Regions from separate parts of the Mus musculus genome. Here region 1 is linked to region 2. Evidence: chromatin contacts called from public HiChIP or PLAC-seq data. All regions are on one chromosome and are shown on one strand. Each heading gives the region's core, a stretch centred on a gene start, on an enhancer-like site or on the middle of the called end of the contact. The rest is flanking DNA. Distances are from core to core; before and after follow the strand shown. Region 1 has its middle 9.7 kb from the start of Clec5a. Region 2 holds the start of Ssbp1 (single-stranded DNA binding protein 1).

Region 1 (3,504 bases), core at 978-3,477, 120 kb before region 2:
AGGGGGATATCAACCTACTCATAAAACCTTCAACCCAAAATTTGTCCTGCCTTCAACATGTGCAGGGAAAAGATGGAGCAGAGATGAAGAAACAGCCAACCAATGACTGGCGCAACTGACCCATCCATGTGAGAGAGCTAGTTCCTGACACTATTAATGATACTCTGCCATGCTTGCAGAGCCTAGTATAACTGTTTTGAGAGGCTTCATCCAGCAGTGGATGAAAACAGATGCAGAGGCCCAGAGCAAAACATCAGACAGAGCTCAGGGAGTCATGAAGAAGAGTGGGAACAGGATTGAGAAAGCTGGAGGGTCAAGGGCACCATAAAAAGAATTACAGAGACAACTGGGCCCAGGGTTGCTCACAAAAACTGAAGCACCAACCAAAGAGCATGCATGGGCCGAACTTAGGCCCACTACACATATGTAGTAGATATGCAGCTTGGTCTTCATGTGAGTACCCTAAAAATTAGATTGGGGTCTATCTCTGACTCTGTTGCCTGCTATTGAGTCCCCTTCTCCTACTTGGACTACCTGGTTGGGCCTCAGAGGGAAAGGATATTTCCAATCCTACTGGGACTTAGATGTCCCAGGGTGGGGTGGTACCCAAGGATGTGTCCCCTTCTCTAAGGAGAATGGGAGGTGGTAATGAGGAGGGATTTCTAATGGCAGGACTGGGAGGAAAGGAGGGAAGGGGGCTATGATCAGGATGTAAATGAATAAAAATATATAAATTACTGATAAAAAACAAGTAAGCATGCTTACTTTTTCTTCATCACTATAAAGTCATCTTTTCACTGTTTTTCAGCCTAGAGGACTTTTGGATCTTCTGCCTTCCTGCTTGTAATGTAATAGCTGTCTTCAAAATAATTTAGTTTTCAGCAACTTGACCATGAACTGTGTAGATATGAGTTCCTTTGTATAGATCCACTCTAGAGTTTGATGACCTTCCTGGATCTACAACCTGAGTTAATAAAGTCTTGATGACCAAACCCAGGCCTCACATGAGCTTTAAAAATGTTTTACTTCTGAGCAGTATCCCTAGCCAATTCAGTACAAAAGTCTTAATGTATATAGGCTGAACTGACCTCAAAGATGGCTTATTCTGATGATTTACCCATTGTATGAGTCTAGACTATTCTCTCCAACACAAATTGTTGCATCATCTTGATCTTCAATTCAGTGAAGAATTAAAACTGAATTACTCAAGGATTTGAAAAGATAACAACATTGACTTTGTCTTCTGTTTTACCATCACTCACATGGGGGTTGTTCTCAGTCATGAAACTTACTTTTTCTTTCTAGGCCTCTTTAAAAGATTCTTAAGAGAAAATGTCTCAGTGTATCTATCCCCATCTCAAACTTTATGTCCTCAGGCATTTACTAGGAAAACCTTAAGGAAGGGATGGTGCAATGGCAGAATTGTAACTGAGTGGGCAGAGGGACTCCAGTTTGGCCCTCACTGGGCACAGAGACTAATCAGACACAGTCAGTACTTGATTTTTAGCTCAGAAATATATACATACTTACAGACAACAATAAAATAATGATAGGGTGCATTTAATTAGGTGTCCAAATATTAGCATAAGCAAAACATGTGACAATAGTTTGGATTAGAATTTACATAAATGATGTGGAATAAAAGGTTTAGATGAATGAGCAAAGCCAATGTTTAACTGAGACTTCTCATATTAGTGGTTATCACAGAACCTAAGATAATGAAGTGACATTATTATGACAATTATTTTATAAAGACTCACATGACAATGTTGTGTGGGATTAGTTTGAAAGAGTGAAGGCAAAGTGTTTGGTCATTTGCACCTCAGTCATAATCAAAAGAGACAAATTTCCTGTTTCAGGATGTGGGAGTGGAAATAGAGAAGTAGTAGATGACTGTCCGGTCTGTGTTCATTCAGAGATGATGCACCTAACCCTCAAGAGACTAGAAGCCCCAGGGAGTTTAGAGGTCAGGTGGGGTCAGGGGTGGGGACCTCCACATGGAGACAGGGGGTGAGGAGGAAGTGTGGGATGTGGAACAGTCAAAGGGAGAATGGGAGTGGGGGATAAAACATGGAATGGAAAATAAATAAATAAATACATCAAATAAAAAGAAAGGAAAGATCTAAGAATGCTTTGGAAATGCATCATCATCTAGTGTCTAGAGAGTGGTCAGCAGAGAAGGAATTAGCATGGCTGATTCATTGCTGGGTGCTGCTATGATGCAATCATCAGTAAGAAACGAAGAAGTTGAAAGAGGTTTCTTCCCTCCAGCTTTGAGGAAATGCTAGTGTACCTTAGGACTTACTACAACAGGGTTGACAGCAGATCCAGGTTTAGAAACGAGGAGTGCCTGATTCACATTAGATGTCAGATCTAAAACTGGACTCATAATCAAAAGAAATTTGTCTTTACAAATGTAGGTTTGGGGTTAGGTTATAAAGGCAGAAGGAAAATATTGGCAATGTTGGAAGAGGCCATTATAATTATTATTATTGTTGTTGTATATTTTATTTATTTACATTTCAAATGTTATTCCCTTTCCCAGTTTCCCCTCTGGAAAACCCCTGTCCCACCCTCCCTCTCCCTGCTTCTATTAGGGTGCTCCCCCACCTGCTCACCCACTCCTGCAATTCCCCTACACTGGGGGGCATCAAGCCTTCACAGGACCAATGGCCTCTCCTTCCATTGATGTCTGACAAAGCCATCCTTTGCTACTATGCAGCTGGAGCCATGGGTCCCTCCATCTGTACTCTTTGGTTGGTGGTTTAGTTCCTGGGATGATACTGCTGTTCTTCCTATGGGTTGCAAACCCCTTCAGCTCCTTCATTCCTTTCTCTAACTCCTCCACTGGGGATCCCGTGCTCAGTCCAATGGTTGGCTAAGAACATATGCCTCTGTATTTGTCAGGCTCTGGCAGAGCCTCTCAGGAGACAGCTATATCAGGGACCTGTCAGCAAACACTTCTTGGCATCTGCAGTAGTGTCTGGGTTTGATGACTGAATATAGGATGGATCCCTAAGTGGGGCAGTCTCCAGATGACTTTTCCTTCAGTCTCTGCTCCACACTTTGTCTCCATATTTCCTCCCTTGGGTATTTTTTGCCCTTCTAAGAAGGACTGAAGCATCCACACTTTGTTCTTCCTTCTTCTTGTATTCCAAGCTTTGGGCTAATGTTCACTTATCAGTATACCGTGTGTGTTCTTTTGTGACTGGGTTACCTCACCAAAAGCTAGAAAACAATCTTCTTCCAAGAAACCCAAAAGAAGATAGCCACACAAACATAATTCCAACAACAAAAATAACATGAGGCCATAAAGTCTTGAGAAGATCAGGTGAATGAGAGATTACAGGGAGAGTTGGGTTTTCATGTATTTTTTTTCTTTGTTTCTTTCTGTTTTTTTTTTTGTTGTTGTTGTTTGTTTGTTTGTTTGTTTGTTTTCCCTTACCACATATCCTGCCTAAGGGTGGCTGTTTGTCCTTACATACCACTAGTATCCTGCCCTTT
Region 2 (3,463 bases), core at 882-3,381:
TTCTCACACTCACTTTCAAGGACATTCTACCATATAAGAAGGGTCATTTCAACTGGTCCGTGAGAGCTGCTGTGTTCGTAATTTCCAGTTATGCAACTTCTCCATGCAAATGAAGGCAGAGACAGGCTACAACTCTGAGGTGACAGGTTACCACATTATGATTTCTAAACCTAGCTTTTTAAAAATTCCAATTGGGACCTCTTTCCTTCCCTGGTCTTTTAATACCGGCCTTCTCTCTCCATACCACTCAAATGAACACCTTTTCCTGGAGTGATTTTAGCTATATACTATCACTAAGAATAAATATAAGAATAAGATGTTACACGATACAGGACCAAAATGCTACTCAGTTCCTTTGTCACGATCACAGAAAATACTAATGTGACAGATTCAGAAGAGCCAGTGTTCATTAAATGTTATAAAATAACAATATGCCTCATCTTAGGAACATACACATAATCTAGTAGAAAAGAAGAAATAGGGAGAGGATTATTTCAATACCCTCAAAATGCAAACTTACTTCCCATTTGGTTTAAAAAGATACTATAGTATAACTTCAATTTTAAAAGGCTCAGAGTATGTGTGGATTACAGTAAGGAGCTAAGGATAGACCAACTTAAGAGTAGGATGGGGAAGACAACAGACTTTTATAACGAATTTGACTCATTAGTCTTAAGAGGAGAAGAAAAGTAATAGATTTTACATTAGGAGAATTTACAAGACTTGGTACCCACGTGCCACACTGAGGAAAAATGGTAATTAAGGCCTGCTTAAGGCTGGCTAGAGTAGAGGACACCCGACTAGATTGCAGAATGGTCATGAATTTGTGGCAAGAAGTGAGCTCTGCTCTCTGGATAGCAAGATGGGAGTGGGGAGGAGAGGGGCCAGAAGGTCATAAAAGACCAGAGCCATATGGGACAAGGTTAGAAGAAATCAGGTGCGATGGGGCAGGCCTGAAATACCATCGGTGACAAAGTAGAAGCAGGAGGAGGAAGGTTCTTGGTCATCTCAGCCTAACAGTGAGTCTCAAGATAGTCTTAACTATGAGTGGCTGTCTCAAAAACAGCAAAACAAAAATGATAATAATAACTTACATAATTAAATGAATACTCTGATCTAAGCACTGGTAACAAATATTTACTAAATTAAATTCATGAGGTGTACTACATATGCGAATACACTTTAAAAATCATTTTTGATTCAGTAAACATTATGAGCTTCACACACACATAAACACACACACACACAAAATCCCTTCTGAATCTCCCACATCAAATAAACACATAGAACACGCTGGATAGGCGTAAGAATCTCGTGCTTATGTATGCAAAATCGAAAAGCAACAAAACAAAACATGGCTATAGACTATGGAAACACGGTTGGAGCACTCACTAATGTAGAAAAGTGACTACCTGTAACACAGGTCTTCGAAACATGGCTTCTGTTTTTCTTACAACCTAATCTTTAGGCTTTTCCTAAAGGAAAGAAAGAAAAGAGAAAAATGATAAATCAAGAAACTACAGTATCCATCAAGAACACACATGCTCTCTAGTCCTAAATCCTAAGCGCGTCCAGCTTCTCGTGCACCCAATTTGCAACCGCATTTTTTGCACGTGTGGGGAGTTCCTTTCTTTTTGAAAACAAAAACTGAGCGAGACAAAAGAAACTCTGTGGTTCTGGGTCTCAACCAGCAGAAAAGAGGGGAAAAACCTGTTCTCACTTGCAATCCATTGTCTGCTAGATTTCTTTACAATAGAAGTTGTCTCGGACATTTTTTTTTCCAACTTGTTCTGTTATTCTAGACCCCTAAAACTGTCTCTACAAACAGTGCGGGCACAGTAAACGCTACTCCGAAAGGACGCAAATCAGTGCCTTCGTCCCCGTTAGCGCTGAGTAAGCCCGGCTCCCCAGCCTCGCCGCGGGGGCAAGAGGCTGCTCTTCCCCCAAAGTGGCGCTCGCGAGCAGCACAGGGAACGGCGGGGGACACTCGGACTCCAGCGAGGAGCCGCACAACTCCTCCCGAGCCCCGCACGCGCCCGTGCACTCGGGAAACACAACTTCGTGCCAGCCTTCTCCCCTCCCTCACCGGACACGCAGAGCCCGACCGCCAGCGGCTCGCTTCCGGCGCACGGAGCCCGCAAAGCTCGCGAGATGCAAGGAAAGACAGGAAATCTCTGAAGTGCGTCGTTGAAATGCCGCCGGCTGATGTCGCCGGAAACACGACCCCTCAATTTAGAAGTGCCAGGAACTTCTGTCCAGGCGGAAGTGGGCGGATCAACGATGCCACCTGTGGGTAGTTTTACGATTTTGGTTTTGTTTTTTTGTTGTTTGGTTTGGTTTAGTTTGGTTGTTGGGGTTTTTTGTTTTGTTTTGTTTTTCCTGATCTCCACCCTCGCTCCGGTAGTGGCCCCGCACTGGCTAACCAAACTCTGGCCAGAACTCTATTCCCAGCCCTAAATTGAAATTATTTGATGTTCCCAGCCTGGGAAAGGGAGTGAGGTAGGTGAAATAAAACATATTTGAGCCCCTGGAGGAACTAAAACCGACACAAGTCTCCTAATGCAGTAAGACTGAAGAATTAATTGCTGTCAAAACCTCGGTGATCTAGATATGTTAACATGTTAAGTCAAAAAATTCAAGAAACACGTGAGGAGCAAAATTTTTAACATCTTTATTAAGTACCGGTCCCAAACTGTGCCTAAGGCACAAGAGAAATGCGCCCTTATATTATGTATTTGTATATATGTTTTCCCTAAAACATTAAAAGTTTATGAAATTCCAAAACATTTTGAAGAAGTGTTAAAAGTCAAAACGTTGCTTTATTTTAAAGCAAAGTGTAATTAAGATTTTACTTTTATAGAAAGAAACTGATCAGTATTTTTTAGATTTTTTTTTTTCATTTTGTGTTTCAATTCTACATCTTTGGCAGTTATTCTAGATGGAAAAGCTTAAAAGAAAGAAAGAGAGAGAGAGAGAGAGAGAGAGAGAGAGAGAGAGAGAGAGAGAAAGAGAAAAGAAAAAAGACACTGTCTCGCTGTGTATCCCTGGCTGGCCTGAAACTTGGATCTCATGTAGACCAGACCAGGCTTGTCTCTAACTCCCAGAGATTCCCCTTGCTGCATCTACCTCCCTAGTGCTGTGATTAAAGGCATGTGCCATCACATCCAGCACTCAGTGACAGTCTTAAACAATCTCAAGTAACTTAAGCTTGTTGATCTTGTATTTGGTAATATCATGTTCATAGTAAAATTTCTTAGTTTTAACATTTCCAAAATACTGCATTGAGACATCTTTTCTTTTGATTGCTGACTTTCTTTTGCTCCTCTAAATCCTATGTTGTTTACCCTAATCCTGGCCCTAGTGAAGTAACGCACTTATGAATCCTACAAATTAAGGAACCCAAGGCAACAAGATTCAGTGGGGCTCCAGTGTTAGACAGAAGGGAACTCCAAACCATTCAAAC

What was found. HiChIP or PLAC-seq counts read pairs in DNA pulled down with a chosen protein or histone mark.
Region 1: an H3K27ac HiChIP or PLAC-seq map of microglia shows a contact between it and region 2, with 4 times the contacts expected there. The contact joins the enhancer-like site here to the promoter of Ssbp1 in region 2. A contact is called at or near these places in 3 of 39 promoter capture datasets (the C10 cell line, macrophages and neutrophils), 1 of 484 Hi-C or Micro-C datasets (erythroblasts), 6 of 115 datasets of contacts at active chromatin or transcription factors (the HPC-7 cell line, bone marrow-derived dendritic cells, bone marrow-derived macrophages and 2 more) and 3 of 9 other capture datasets (adipose tissue, liver and pancreatic islet).

What each region holds. Positions count from the first base shown.
Region 1 is chr6:40,593,719-40,597,222 of GRCm38.p6, reverse strand. No RefSeq gene overlaps it. Among named protein-coding and RNA genes, the nearest start is that of Clec5a, 9.7 kb to the right of the region's middle. Within about 2 kb of position 2,227, at least 49 of the 459 cell types and tissues checked have an H3K27ac peak or open chromatin away from gene starts, as enhancers often do. A contact at or near this core is called in the HPC-7 cell line, bone marrow-derived macrophages, erythroblasts and 3 more, where this site is marked.
Region 2 is chr6:40,470,083-40,473,545 of GRCm38.p6, reverse strand. Ssbp1 (single-stranded DNA binding protein 1) reads right to left here and starts at 2,131. Exons shown (of 6, transcript NM_028358.2): 1 at 2,087-2,131; 2 at 1,413-1,475. The coding sequence starts at 1,436.